2 separate regions of the Mus musculus genome follow, and region 1 is linked to region 2. A link is a contact called in public HiChIP or PLAC-seq data. All regions are on one chromosome and are shown on one strand. The core of a region is the stretch at or near the end of the contact, and the rest is flanking DNA. Distances in the headings are between cores, read along the strand shown.

Evidence for each region. HiChIP or PLAC-seq counts read pairs in DNA pulled down with a chosen protein or histone mark.
Region 1: an H3K4me3 HiChIP or PLAC-seq map of embryonic stem cells shows a contact between it and region 2, with 19 read pairs. The contact joins the promoter of Sntg2 here to the enhancer-like site in region 2. A contact is called at or near these places in 14 of 39 promoter capture datasets (the 3T3-L1 cell line, 3T3-L1-derived adipocytes, cranial neural crest and 9 more), 3 of 15 datasets of contacts at CTCF or cohesin (embryonic stem cells and stem cell-derived epiblast-like cells), 79 of 484 Hi-C or Micro-C datasets (3T3-L1-derived adipocytes, the AtT-20 cell line, the HL-1 cell line and 42 more), 14 of 115 datasets of contacts at active chromatin or transcription factors (astrocytes, craniofacial prominence, embryonic forebrain and 7 more) and 1 of 9 other capture datasets (adipose tissue).

Annotation. Positions count from the first base shown.
Region 1 is chr12:30,368,012-30,375,375 of GRCm38.p6, reverse strand. Sntg2 (syntrophin, gamma 2) reads left to right here and starts at 2,001. Exons shown (of 17, transcript NM_172951.3): 1 at 2,001-2,218. The coding sequence starts at 2,147.
Region 2 is chr12:30,059,030-30,066,868 of GRCm38.p6, reverse strand. The region is part of intron 16 of Tpo (thyroid peroxidase); the gene reads left to right. Gm15691 (a long non-coding RNA gene) reads right to left here and starts at 7,402. Exons shown (of 3, transcript XR_872629.1): 1 at 6,821-7,402; 2 at 5,679-5,801; 3 at 4,756-5,089. Within about 2 kb of position 4,493, at least 5 of the 459 cell types and tissues checked have an H3K27ac peak or open chromatin away from gene starts, as enhancers often do. A contact at or near this core is called in embryonic stem cells, where this site is marked.

The sequences.
Region 1 (7,364 bases), core at 752-3,251, 310 kb before region 2:
AGTCGTGGACTGAATAAAAGGGAGCAATTTACTTGAGCACCGAGTATTCATCTCTTCCTTCTTCCCGACTGTAGGTGCAATGCACCAGCTTCACCCGGTTCTCAGTGCCGTGGCTTTCCTGTCACCATGGCTGTGTGAGACATTTACAGTGTTTCTGCTAACTGGAGGTAATAGTTAAGGAGACAGTGACTCACTTTGGGGAACATTCCGGAAACAACTCTACTTGCACCATGGAAACTTCTGAGTCAAACTGTAGGAAATTCACACCACATAGGCCTGCTCAGATTTTTTTTTTTTGGATGGTCAGTGTTTTACTGTTAACTTTTGTGAACTGGATCCCCACTGTTTTGGAAATGAAGTAGCAGAACTCTTACGAGCAACCCTAGCTCTTGATGCACAAAATCTGAGAAATTACAATTCAAGCCTGAACTGTATAGTTTCCCAAGGCAGCCCCGGTGCACGTCACCTATCCTGAATCAAGAAACAGAATGAGTACAGACAGGGCTCCAATGAGCACCAAGAAAGACACAGAATTCACCAAATTAATGATTAGCTTAGGTTTCAGCAAAGGATGCCCAAGTCGTTTTCTACTTGCAAAATTTGAACTAATATGCAGTCTACCAACTCTAACATGATGAATAACTACATGCTTGTCTCTCCTTCAGACTATGGGATGAGTCTTCCCTTTGTAAGAAGTCTATCTTTAGAGCTCTGATTTCTCAGAGATTGAACCCATCTACTTTGCAAGACGCAACCTCAAATGAGTTGCATGACCTCATTCTTATGCTAGGTTTTTCTACAAACAAAAATTGCTAAACATTTTTTTATCCAGTCATCTAAGGCTCGCTTTTTATACTGGGAAAGCATAAAAAGATGGTCATAACCCTCTTTGTCCATGAACCAAAGCCGCAGAATTGTAGGCAGGTGCTAAATAAGACTTGGGAATGTGGAAAGCTTTGCTCCTGTACTGCTGGGTCACAAGCCCAGGGCTGCTCAGGTTTTAGCTGTGCATGGTTTGTTTGTCCATTGTGGGCCATGAAAACCCCACATTAGACTGCCAGTCTTTCCTAATAGTGCAGCAGTAAAGATAAGCATCGCGGGGTGCTGTCCACTGGCACATACATGCCTGTGAGTGATGGGGCTGAGGTATAAGACCTGAAGAGGGAGGAAAATATGTTTGCTTTTTAGTTAAGTATTGGCAACCCTTGGGTGAGGGTGCAGACAGGCATAGACTTTTAGCCCAGACTAATTTTTATTTACATTTATACTAGTATGATATGAATCTATAAAACCCAATATCACTTTTATGACATTTCTTTTGTTACAAATTTGGTCAAATAAGAGACGTTCTTAACTGGGACTGGTGACTAAGCTGGAGCCCTTTGTGGGAGGCAGAGTGAAATTAGGGGTACAGATCCCAAGCTGCCCTCAGATGGGAACTGGAGCCTAAGCAGATGCCAAGAGAGGAAAAGACAGACATACAGGAATGGAGACCACTGAGGCTGAAGGACTTAGTATGTTCATATGCTCTCATTTTTCCCAGAAAGTGGGTCCTTAGGGTAGCCAGTCTAGGCTACTGTGTGGAAGTCCGGAGACACCAAAAGGACCCAAGGCTGTTGTCAGGACAAAGTACCACTACACTCAGAATCTAAGAAGCTTTGCCAGCAGAAGTGGCTACAGTGAAGGTATCACCAGAATCCACTGGTAATAGCTTCCTGGTCCCCCATGACCCAGGTGCCCGGTTAGCCTTCCAACCCTAAGGGATGCGCGCATCTGAGCTTGTTTCAGCTTTCTACTTTGCTGACCGAGGTGGGGGAAGTGATGGTCTCAGCAAGGAGGTGGCAACCAGCTCACAAACCAGTTCACCCCTCACTGACAGGAGGTGGAAGGGCAGAGCTGATGGGCGGGGTTACCGGGCATGAGGCGTGGCTTGATGGTAATGGGCGGGGCTTGGTGGGCGGTGAGCAGAGTAGTAGGGGCCGGGCTGCTGGGAGGTGGGCGGGGTTCCGTGCCTGCCCTGCTTGCTAGCGCAGTGGCTGCTGGCTCTGTCCGCCCCAGCCCGTCCACAGAGGGGCGCGGGCGCCGTGCTGGCGCTGGACTTAGGAGCTCCGGAGCCCGAAGCGCACGCCTAGCCGCGTGGGCGGCGATGAGCGCCGAGGGATCGCAGTCCCTGGCCGCCCCCCGCGGGCGTCCTAGTCACCTACTGGTGCCCGCGCGGGTGAGTGGGGTCCCCTGGAGGCCCTCTTCCTCAACCTCTGAGTCCCTTCAGTCTCCCTGCCTACCCTCCTCTCCCAGCGCCTCCTCCTTTCTTGAGTCCTTGTATCCCCCTTTCCGGGTGGCTCTTGTGGGCGGGGGTTGGCTCTGGGCCCTGGGCATAGTGGATAACACTAGCCCCTGGGCACCGCAATCTTGTCTTCCTTGCCTCACAGTTACAGCGTGCAGGTTTTTATTTTCTTATCTTTAACATCTGGGTCATGGGGCACAGGTGCTTTCCTTTACAGCGTGGTAACTAAGGCTTCCAGACCATGGGGTTTGGGCTCTGTCCAGTATTTCTTCCAAGGAGTGGTCTCTCTGGTCGTAGGCAGGGCTCTGGCAGCCACTCAGGCACTATGCAGGGCTTCTTGTTGTCCCCTTGATGAGGTGTGGTGCCAACTGCCTCTGTCTATCGCTTGGGCCACCAGCTCAGTATCGCCCAGAAACCAAGAGAATGCTGATGGGCCAACTTTGCAACATGTTTTTAAAAGTCTATTCTAGGTCCTACCCACCCACCCCCCTATTTTTAAAAGAAACGAAACTATTGATTGACAAAACCCTGAAATGTTGATTTAAACAAAAACGGAAAGTTCTTGGAAACCTTCAAGTTGCCACCCACACAGCTCAGCCAAGTGTTCTGGAGAGGGTGCAAGCCAGCAGCTGTTTATCATGGCCTTAGGAAGCTGTGTGCGTGTGTCCTGGGGTGCAGTCACGCCTCCTTTTTAACTTTGCTCAAGAGCCCAAGCCTTCAGCACTACAGGAGAATAAGGTCCTTTTAGGGTAACAAAGGTTTCTAAGACTGTAGGCTGGAGTGGCTGCTAACTGTCCAGTCACAAGGCTTCAGAAATAGCTAGTGCACAGTGGTATGTTTAATGTGTCAAGACCAGTGTATCTGCTTTGCAAACTGAACCATCCTACAGAGTCCCTCAACATCGTCCACATTTTGGGTGGAATGTGGTGGGATTTGGGTTTTTTGTTTGTTTTAATTATTTTTTAATACTTTGTAATGTGAGTAGTTACCCAAGTACAGCAGATGGGACTCATACCTTAGGAAATCCACTTAGATTACCTGGAAATAGAAGAAAGCAAGTGCCACTGGCTCTCTGGTGTATATCTCTCAGGACTTGAATAGAATGTCCTCCCACAGTGCATTTTGGGAATGTTCTTGCAACAAGTCTTGTTAGTAACGGTTACCATTAGAGGAAGACTTGAAGTGATTTGTTTTACTTTGAACCTCTCCGTGAGTTTTGGCAGACTTCAGTTTTAAGTGCATGCATGACACAGAAGTCTTCAAATAAGCTTGTTGAGCTCCACGTCAATCACTAAGTCGCAAGACAGTCCCAAGACCCGTTCAGCATCTTATGTGTCACGGGAACCTTGATGATGTGAGATGGCCCATCAGAACTGGACTTGAAGGGAACTGTTTGCAGTAATGTAGTGCTAAACTCCATTGTGTTGAGGTTCGGGGTTGTATTTAAAGTAAATCTGCCAAGATTGACACTTGCACATTCTCAGAATCCGAGGATTGTGTTACCTGCAGTTCATGCTGCAGTACTTGAACCTCTGATGAATGGTGTCTAACAAATCCCAGGAGCATAGACACCTTTGAAGAATTCTGCAGTTTCTTAACAATTACTGTGCATAACATTACTGAGCTTTGCAATGCCTAGCTATGCCATCGTTTCAGTTCACAGAATTTAGAGCATTTACTTAGAAAAATAATTATACTGGATCTAATGTAGTCTGACTTTTTTTCTCTCTGGCGTCAAAAGTATAATTATTCACTATAATGGCTGCTTGTTTGAATACTAGCAATTGGGCCAGATTTGGTGTCTCACACACATTTTCTGAGTTAGGCCATTTCCTAAAGTTCTGTTCTGAGAACCAACCATTCCATAGACTGAGAGTCTGCAGTTCTTAGCAGGACTTGTGTTTACTGTGTAATTTTTTTTTTATTTTTAAGTGGTCACCCTTCAATGCACAGCAGTGTGAACTGGTAAGCTGTAAATTCATAGGATGATCTACCCTGCCCATGGGAAGGTGCAGAGATTTCTAGTCGTTTTGAAGGCACGCTTCGTAAGGGAATCTCTTAGCCATTTTTTTTTTCCAGAGCCGCTGTTACTGCAGAGATAAGTTAAGCAGACACTGTAGGATCCCAATACTCCCCCTTGTTTCCTGCTCCTGTTACGTGCGTCCTTATTTCTTTCAGACACTTTTGATCTCACCAATAGAATTTCTTTTGGTGCCTGTGACATCATAGGCCAATCCCATGTATTTTAAAACAAGGAGTTACTTGATTTTTACCAGGAGACAACATGCCTCATGGTGAACATGTAAACAGGATCTAATTTAGAAACCTGAATTTACTTGTTAAAAATATCAGAAATTAAATTTGTCCCTTTTTTCTGAAATATATGTAACAACTTCTCATATCTACTTATCTGTATAGTTTTTGGTTGTAATCTAGACATATATTCCAGGATGGCTCGTACAACACACTTTTGAGAAGCCAGAGAAGGTGGCATTGAGGCACAGGATGAGGGGGGCACTGTTGAATCCAGACCCCTTGTTATTAAATGATTTCCTTCCTTCCTTCTCCCTTGTGCTGTGCTGTGCTAGTACCCAGGGCTTGCACTGTACTTACAGTATAAAGAGAAACTCACTGGTTAGCATTGGAGAAAATTAGCAACCCTCGCTGGGGAAGCCCACTTACCCCCTTCTCACCTGTAAACTCTCCAGAGCAATTCTTATTGGTCACTTGCATTCTGACACCAGTCACCCTTAGCAATCAACTGTCATTTAGAAATGACAATGTACATATGACATATTTCAGTGTAGTACGTTATGATGCTACGATATATGCATACATTATGTACACATCTAGGTAGTATGGTTCTCAGAAACTGGCTATTCAGTTAGACTGAGCGATTTCGTTGTATAAGATGAAAAAAAAAGAAGGTTTCTAAAGGCCTTCTAAGGAAAAGACATTAACAATTTCATGGAAAAGGCACTTGGGTTTTGTACTGGTGAGTGTTTCCCTTGTGGTCCAATAACCGCTGCTGCCCTGAGCTCACATAGGTTTGGAAAAGTTGCATTGCTTTCTGCCAACAGGAGGTGGCGCTGAATCCTCGGCCTTCCTGGAGTCCCATTCAGCCTGTGGAAGCCGGCTTATCCCTTCTATTTCTGCACTAAGCTCCCCTTGCGGACTTGATCCCCACTCAAGGCCATTCCTGGCTTCCTCTGGGAGCACTGGCTGTTCTTCTCTACCCCCAAGGACACACAGGGCATCTTCGAAATCCTACCCTGCCCAGAGACAACTAAAACTCTATACCATCCTGCACGCTTCAACACATGCTATTAAAATGTGCTGTGAGGGCTGTGTGATTCTTTTTCAGTTTGAATTTCCTTGTTAAACATTTCTTTTCAGATGTGGTATTATTATTCATCCGTTACATTTTTATTAGGCAAATAATTAAGATTTAAGGAAAACGACTATGCCTTTTTAGCTTATTTAAGGCTGTAATTGCAAAGTTATAAAAATGTCAGGTTATATTTTTAACACATAAGGTATGCTAATTTCAGAGATGACTTACTCCAAAATTGCTAAATTTTCATTCTGCTTACCCCGTTTTATCGCCATTTTCCCTACCTGCCTAACACCTTATCTGCCTTAATATTTACAGTAATGTTTTTGTATTGTGAAAGAACGATGCTACTCTAAACTGTCAGCATTTTGACTTACCCAGCTTGGATAGGCACCAGAATCCATTTGACATTTGGACGGATTCCACTTGGTTACAGCTCTGACTTGTATTACGATAAATACAATCACATGAGATATTAAAACCACTGTGTGTGTGTCACTGTGGTCATTGACTTTCATTTTTTGGATTTATTTCTCTCATCACTGTTCCTTGGACCCCAGCTCCAGGAAGAAAAGTACGCCTCACTCCAGACAGTAGTAAATTCATTTAAGCCCAGACTGGTGAAGAATAAACGTATCTATTTTTATTTTAATTGAAGTAACTAGGTGGAAAATCACACAACACTGTTGAATCTCATTCCTAGAACTGATTCAAACAGTTAGAGGTCTAAGTGGCAGTACTGTGTTATAGGTAAAATACAACCATAGGATTCCACCCAGTTTCTTAATAAACAGTCCATATTTGTGAAGGGTGGTATGATTGTCAGTGATCCTAAAAAGTTATCTAATTTATTTTCCATGAGAAACAAGTACTTTGCATCTAGGGCATGCCCACACTGCTAGGTGACTCAGCTTTTAGGACTGGAACAGAGTAATCCCCCTCCCCTTGCCCTTTCCAAGATGAGGTAAAAGAGAGGAAGTGGGCCACCCCCCAACTTGTGTCTCCGATTGACTGACTGATTTTTCCTGTGGTAAGCGGTGTCGTGCTGCACTCCACTTGCTGAGCTTGTCATGTGCCTCACTGAGGACAGGGCTGCCCCCATCGCCTCAGTCCCAGACCTCTGTGCCTTTGTCTGCAGGCAGATGCTCAGCTTTAGGGTGTGTTGGTCACTGCTCCTCTCCTCTTCCTGACCCAATATGATGACTGCCTCAATTGGGTTTTCACACTTGGGTACATAGTGTAGCCACTGGAAGTTATTTTGCATAACCTCTTGTTTGTTACTGGTCCCGGGGCTTCCCAAACTATGCCACTATTTCATTCTGGCCCCCACAAACTGTCTATAGCCATTCTAGTTGGACTGGCTCTGTTTAAGGGTTCACAGAATATGTCTTCAAGGCTTGGCGTCTACTAAACCCTGAATTGCATTTCCTCTCTGATGTCCACATGTCTGAGCATCGTAGAGTCGACCACAGACCTTACTGACTATTTAGACTGTGCCCTCTGAACTTTTGGCCTTGATTTTCCAGTTTCCTGGACAGCTGTGCTAGCCTGGCATTGCCCTAGCTCCCCTATCCCTGGCTCATTCTAGTTGCTGGTGCAGCCAGGACCTCCCACCAGCATCCACTGCTATCTGTATGCTCTGCTCGGAGGCTTCCCTGTGACATCTTCAGGAGCAGTGTGCCTGTGCCTGGCCTTTAGGAAGCGACAACCCCAGCTCTGATAACAATAGTATCTCTAAAGGAGTGG
Region 2 (7,839 bases), core at 3,244-5,743:
CACCAGAGGTGGTGGGGTGGAAGGGAGCACCTGGACAGACCCATGCCAAAGTGTTCCCTCTGAGAAATCAGCTTAGTATAAGAGAGAATTTATTTGGGACCTAAAGGAGGGGGTAGAGGCAGAGAAGGGAGGGAGACAGAGAAGGACAGAAAGAAGAGAGATAAAGAGGAGGGAAAGCTGGCCAGGAACATAGGGGAGAGAGAGAGAGAGAGAGAGAGAGAGAGAGAGAGAGAGAGAGAGAGAGAGAGCGCTAATGGTTCTTCTTATATATAAGCCAGGTTTGTACCTGGCTGTTGCTAGGCAACTGTTGGGAAGAGCCTAGAGGAAATGCTAAGAAGAGGTGATGGAGGGGCATGTTTTGAGGTTACAGAATGTAGAGTTTAGGGTTAAGTGGATAAGAGGCATAGCTGCCTCTCAGGGTTGCTGCAAAGGAGCATAAAGGAAGGATGAAGTTATGTTACTGTTACTGCTTCACTGCTATGACCCACTGTTACTACCATAGATACGGAGGAGACTCAGAGGTTCATTTAGAATAGTCTTCCAAAGGGCTGAGTTAAGAAAGGTCTCCTGCACCTTGGACTTGTAGAGTGATTTCAGACTGTTGAGTAAACCCCCACTATATTACCTAAAAAGATGATGGGTGTTTCCTCAAGGGATCTAAAAATTACCACTCATTTTTTGCCAGATGGGCTAGCCCTGGTCATATAGATTTAGATCTACCCCACAACCCCTTGGACCTACTCTCTAAGGGCCCCCAGATGATAAAAATGACCATACTTGTCATGGTCCACAACACAGTTGTTGAAGTTGTGTGTTCTACCCTGGTTAGAGTGCTGGTACTTACAACTTCAATATAGGCACTCATCCCAGGATGAAGAGTCAGTGCAGGCCAGGAGAAGACAAAGGTACCTGGAATTGTCACATAAATTGAAGTTGGGCTGTTCCTTACTGCTTGGGTATAGAAAGTTAGTGTCTTAGTTAGAGTTTTACTACTATGAACAGACACCATGACCAAGATAACTCTTATAAAGGACAACATGTAATTGGGACTGGCTTACAGATTCAGAGGTTCAGTCCATTATCATCAAGGTGGGAGTATGGCAGTGCCCAGGCAGGCATGGTGCAGAAGGAGCTTCGAGGTCTACATCTTGTTCTGAAGGCAAACAGGCAATGACTTCCAGGAAACTAGGATGATGGTCTTAAAGCCCACACCCACAGTGACACACCTAGTCCAACAAGGTCACACCTCCAAATAGTGCCGCTCCATGGGGCAAACATATTTAAGTCAGCACAGTTAAATCTCTGAGTAGCAGGCAGAGAGCAGACAGAAGGCAGAACGAAGGAGTCTAGTACTATGAATGGTATATATCTGGAACTTCAAGGATTGTCATGGTCCTGCTGTCTGGGAGGTTGGAAAAACAAAGTGAGCTCAGGGCAGGAGGGTGACAGAGAAGGCCATTCTCAGGAACAGGTGGGTAGTAGGAAAGCCTAAGCTTTAGTTGGCAGCTGTACTTATCAGATAAGAGGTCAGGAGCCCTTTTGAGCCGTGATAGATGGATCCAGGTTTAATTCCTTGAAGTTCAGCTGCCATTAGTGTGATAAAGATGACCAGATGTGGGCCCATCCAGCGTGAGTTGAAAGCCTGTGGGAAAAAAACTTTCAAATAAAACCAGTCTCCTGACAGTATGGTTTGGGTATAGGATCAGTTGTGGGCATGAGGGGCACAAGATCAATGTGTTCCCAGAGATGGTGTCTCAGAGTGAGAGTAAGTAAGTCGATAGTCACATAGTGGGGCTGCTTCCACATGAGGTCAATTTCCCAGACGGAAGGGATGCATGTTAACTCAAAGGTGCTGAGGAAAGAGGGGTGTGGCCTAAATTCAAGTGAGGGAAACAGGCAAAGGTTGAGTCCAAGGAAAAGGACTTTAGAAGACAGTTTTGATCAATGAATCTTAATAACTCCATTATCCCTTCCTACCTTCCCCAAGGACTGAGGTCAGTAGGGAATGTGAAGGTGCCACTGTACCCCTAAGACCCTCAAGACTAACTGAGTGACTTTAGGAATGACTGCCAGGCCATTATCTGAATATGTAGATATAGGAAGTACAAACCTGAGTAGAATATCATTCATGAGGTGGGAACAAATAGCTGCTGCAGTCTCTGATGGAGTAGGAGATGTTTCTATCCATCCTGAGAAATGTCTACCATGATAAAAAGATGTATCTGTGCTTTTTATTAGGGTGTGTGTGTGAGAGAGAGAGAGAAAGATAGATAGATAGATAGATAGATAGATAGATAGATAGATAGATAGATAGATAGATAGATAGATCTACCAGTCCTCCCTCAGAAGAGTAACCCCTGATGGGGCTGGAGAGATGGCTCAGTAGTTAAGAGCACCGACTACTCTCCGACAGGTCCTGAGTTCAATCTCCAGCAACCCACTGTGGGCCATAACCATCTGTAATGGGATCTGATGCCCTCTTCTGGTCTGTTTGAAGACAGCAACAGTGTACACACACACACACACACACACACACACTCACGGCTCCCTGTTGGGAGGTTTGGACTCAGGTGGAACATGCCTGGATGGTAGCCTTAAGGAGGGCAAAAAGGATGGTGAAATAAGAATTGGAGGAGTGAGTAGAGAGCTTGAGCCCCAATGTGAAAAGATGTGTAAATAGGACTTTGCTTGAGGGTCAGGAAGACAATCTCTGTACTGTAGAAGGAGTTACCCTTGAAAACCCATGACTCGTCCCATAACATAGAGGGCCTATCATTGGGACTCAGAGTACATAGGGAGTAAGTTTGGAGGAACCAAGAGGAGAATAGAGAAAGGATGATAGGAATGGGAATGTTGGCTTGCCTCTTTGGCAGTGCTGTCAGCAAAAACATTTCCCAAGGTTATATCATTAGTAGGTGTCTGGTGCTCCCAACAATGAATAACTGCTGTCTGATTGGGAAGGTAAGAGGCTTCTAGCAGCTTTAGAATTAGAGGCCCATTGGTAACAGTTGTCTGTCTGGTAGTGAGAAAACCTCTCTCCTGACAAATAGAAGCATGTTAATATCCAGAGACTGCCCCACCTGAGGAATCCATCCCATATATAGTCACCAAACCCAGACACTATTGTGGATGCCAACAAGTGCTTACTGACAGAAGCCTGTTATAGCTGTCTCCTGAGGGCCTCTGACAGTGCCTGACAAACACAGAGGTGGATGCTCACAGTCAATATTGGACTGAGCACAAGGTCCCCAATGAAGGAGCTAGAGAAAGAACCCAAGGAGCTGAAGGGGTCTGCAGACCCATAGAAAGAACAACAATATGAATTAACCAGTATCCCCAGAGTTCCCAGGGACTAAACCACCAACCAAAGAGTATACATGGAGGGACTCATGGCTCCAGCCACATATGTAGCAGAAGATGGCCTAGCCGGCCATCAGTTGGAGGAAAGGCCCTTGATCCTGTGAAGGCTCTATGCCCCAGTATAGGGGAATGCCAGGGTTAGGAAGCAGGAGTGAGTGGGTTGGTGAGCAGGGGGAGGGAATAGGGGAGTTGTCAGAGGGGAAACCAGGAAAGGGGATATTTGAAATGTAAATAAAGAAAATAATAAAAAATTAAGTATCCACCAAAAAAAGCATGTTAATGTAGACTATGGAAAGCATACTTAGAACCTGTGTATATGTTAGTGTAGTGGCTATTCCTGGTTGTCAACTTGACTATATTTGGAATGAACTACAATCCGGAATTGGAAGGCTCACCAGTGACCCTTATCTGGAGGCTGGGAGATCCTTATCTGGATCTTGGGATGGAGATCTTGAGCCATAGTGGCTATGGATTCCAGAAGATTGAATCTCCGAGTTTAAGGAACACACCTTTAATCTGGGGTACACCTTTCATCTGGGATTAAAGGTGTGGTGGAACACACCTTTAATCTGGGCTACACCTTCTGCTGGAGACAATATAAGGACATTGGAAGAAGGGAGCTCTTGCTCTTGCTCCTTCGCCTGCTTGCTGCGTGAGACTGAGTAACTGCTAGATCCTTGGACTTCCATTCACAGCTGCGACTGAACCATTGTTGGGAATTGGGCTGCCGACTGTAAGTCATCAATAAATTCCTTTACTATCTAGAGACTATCCATAAGTTCTGTGACTCTAGAGAACCCTGACTAATACAGTTAGGCAGTTTTGTCTAGTGCTAAGGTGAAGGCTTCTAGTGAGGGCCATGAGCTCTGCATTCTGAGAAGTAGTGTGTAGCCACCTGTGTAAGACTCTGGGGAGCCTTAGCTTACCCCCCCCCCACACACACACACACACGAGTGAACCATGTGGAGCCAGGATCCATGCAAAAAGCAAGAGGAATTTATTGTTCCAGTGCACTGGGGTTGTCCCAGACCCAAAGGAGAGGCAGTGACCACCAGCACCTGTTCGGTGAGTTTTTATGTGGTTTCCAGGGACAGAAAAGAGCATCACCAACCCCCTTTAAACTGATTGGTCTTTAGGAATGAGGTGACAAGGACTTCCCTTGTCTGAAGGTGGGCAATGGTCAGTCCTGAGGAATGTGGTTCCTCCCCGTTGTCTGAGAAATGTTAATTAGCCTCTCCCTTCCGGAGGGGCAAGTGTTTCATGACCTTCCCAAAGTTACTAAACTGACCTTTTCACCTGTAGCCATCTAGTAGCCAGGGAGAACGGATATACCTGAAAGGAGAGCTGGGGATGGAATGGGACAGACAGACGAGAAAGGAACGAAACCAAGAGAAATGTTTCTGATAAAGGTTTAATGTTTAATTTTTTTTTAATTCTAAATATATGGGGGAAAATCCCAAAGGCTAGTCCTTTGTTCTGGCTGTGTTCTGTTGCTTTGTCTCAGCTGGATTTTGTTGCAAAATAAGCTCAACAGCATCTCAATGGGTGGGCAGTCTCTCTAGACACAGCAGGAAGATGTAAATGTAGTGAGGCCAGATGCCTGGCTCCAGTCGGAGACTTGTTTAGCCAACTCAAGACTGGGAGAAGGGCACAGTAGTGCTTGAGGGTAAAGGAGAAAATTCTCCAGCCAGATCAGAGGAGAGGATGGAATCTCTGTCTTGGCAGGAGCCTGTGGAGCAGAGAGATAAGCACATATCTATAAACCAAGTATAGCCATGGCATGTCAAAGGGGAAATAGAAAGTTGTGAGTTTGTGTAGGTAAGGGTTTTATGTGACTCTGGGCAGGAATGATGAGGACAATGGCCTTGGGAAGGTGAGTGAGTAACAGGGTTAGGTAAAGGTCAGGGACCAGATGAAATATCAGGTTTTCTTTAGGATGATGAAAGAAAGCAACCAAAAGAGAGCTTAAAAAGCTTCCCAGGCCAGTAGGGAGTCTGTTGCTAGTGCTTGTAAGCAACCTCTTCATCTAACTGTGTGTCTGGATGTTTGAAAAGGTAGGTAACAAGAGCAAATGTGTGTGTCCTCTCATTTGTCCCCAAATCCCTACAGCCATTTACCATTTTTCAGTAGTGTAAAGGGTTGGTCAAGGTCTGGGAACGTGAGGGCAGGGGCCTGTGGGACTGCATCTCAGAGGCGAAGGAAAGTAGGCATTACAGGCTTACTAGGATTTAAAGGCTCAGCCAGGGAACCTCTAGATGCTTCTTAGAGGGGCTGAGCCAGAAGAGCAGTATTAGGAATCCAGGTTTAAGGTACCTCACCAGGTGAGGGACGGAGAGAGTCTTCTCCATGATGGCTGAAGGCAGGAGGGTCCACAGGTACTGTCTGTAATCAAGAGTGCGTTCACAATTATTCGTGGATAGCAGAAAGCCCAGCTTCTTGATCTAAAGAATAGATAGAAAGTTGAGCTTTAGAAGGGATGACACGGTATTCTTTGTTTCCTAGACAGTAAGAAGCTAAGCAGTATATGGTTGTGACGGTGAGAGTGAGTGATGACATAGTAGAAGGTCGTCTACATATTGGATTAAGTGGCTGTGGGCAGAGCTAGAGAGAGGAGGTCAGTGGACAGAGCCTGGCTGAAAGCCTGTGAGAACCTCTGGGGGAAGACTGTCACAGTAAGCTGGGATGCAGTACCGGTATAAGGATCCACCCAGATAAGAACAAATAGATCATGTGAATTTGAGTGTAAAGGAACGGTGAAGAAACTGTCCTTATGGTTTAGGTCAGTAAAGTAAGAGGTAGAGGAGGGAATCTGAGAGTAGAATATAGTGCTAAGTTCAACTGGGTGGATTGGAATGGCACCTGTGTTAATAATTCTGCGGTCCAGAACTGGGCAGTATGAACTGTCATGGTTTTTTAGTACAGGCAAGATAGAAGCATTGTTGGGTACATGAGTGCATGTGAGACCACCTTTATCAAGAAAGTACTATGTGATAGGTTTTAAGCCCTGTCTAGGTTTTTGGAAAATACGATATTGAGAGTGACTGGTGTAGGAGATAGGGTCCAAGAATAGGATCTTAATAGGAGGAGGATGTGAGGCCACTTTGGAAGAGGAAGTGTCCTATAGGAGTGGGTCAATGAGGGAGTCTGATCGGGGTAGAGTGAAGCATGAATGTTAACCAGTAAATAAGGGGGCTCTTCAGAGGCTAAAAGAGGGAGAAATTCCAGACAGAGTTGGTTGAAAAGGAAAAGTGTAACTTAACCATGATATCTCTGCCCAGTAATGTAAGGAGTGACCCTAGAAGGAACAGAGGAGAGGACCTGTAGTCTTGGGCTGATGGGCTTAACCATCACTGCCCACACCCACCCACCACAGAGATCTAAACAGGATCATTTTCTTCAGAGTAAGTGGGACATAAAGGGTAAATATCTCCCAAATCTATTAGGAATGGTAGAGACTTACCCATTACCTGGACAGTTATCCTAGACTCCTCTGTGATAATCTTGATGGTTTTGTTAGAAGTGAAAGTCCCAGGGCAGTGTCGGTCCTCGGACAGCAGGCACAGAAGATCCAAGAGTCTTTCCTGTGGAGGAGAAACTTAGGGCACAGACCTACCTTAGTGAAGCAAAGAGGTGCAGTCAACTCTCCAGTGTCCTGCTCTTCCATAGTTTGGGCAGGGTCCTGGAGGTAAGCAAAGGGAAGGGCAGGTTTTTCACCCAGTGGCCAGCTTTGCCACTTTAAAGCAAGCCCCAAGTGAGGTTCATTTGTGCCCCCATCTTCTCTTCGGAGGACACCATGGGCTGCGGCCAGGAGCTGGTACTTCTGTCTCTCATGGGAAGTCCTTTACATCTTTCCCTGCTTCTCTCTTCCATTAGACACCTTAATGCCACATCCAGCCAATCTCTCTGGGGAGTGTGAGGACTGTCATCCGCCTTTTAAGCTTTTTTTTTTCTTTCTTTCTAATAGTGGAAGCTAGCTGGAACAGGCAAGCATGCCCTCTGGAGAATTCAGATCTAGATCTGTGTACCGAAGGAGGGGCTCTGCAGGGTACGGAGCTTGGCAGGATTTTCATCTGGCCTCTGAGTGATCTCCCTCAGTTTATTACAACTAATTACCTGATGGGAGGCCTTTTAGAGGCTGGCCAGGAGACAGATAATCATTTCATCTCAGGCTACCCTGCTGAGGGACTGATTCTTAACACTAACCAAGTAAATCCAGTGGGGGGGAATCCTTCCAGGAGACTGTCTCTTTCCCCCAACAGATAGAAGAAACTGTCTGTATGGTGGGCATCACCATGGAGAAGCGACAGGAGAAATAATCTCTAGGGCTACAGGGAAATGGGTACCTGGAAGAAAGGGAGCCAGTGAGTTGGGTGGGAGTCTTCGATGTGTACAGCAATAACCAGTGAGTAGAGGCTGAGGGAGGCTGGAGGTTAGCATGGACCTTGATGTTATAGACTCTATAGGTATGTGTTAATGGAG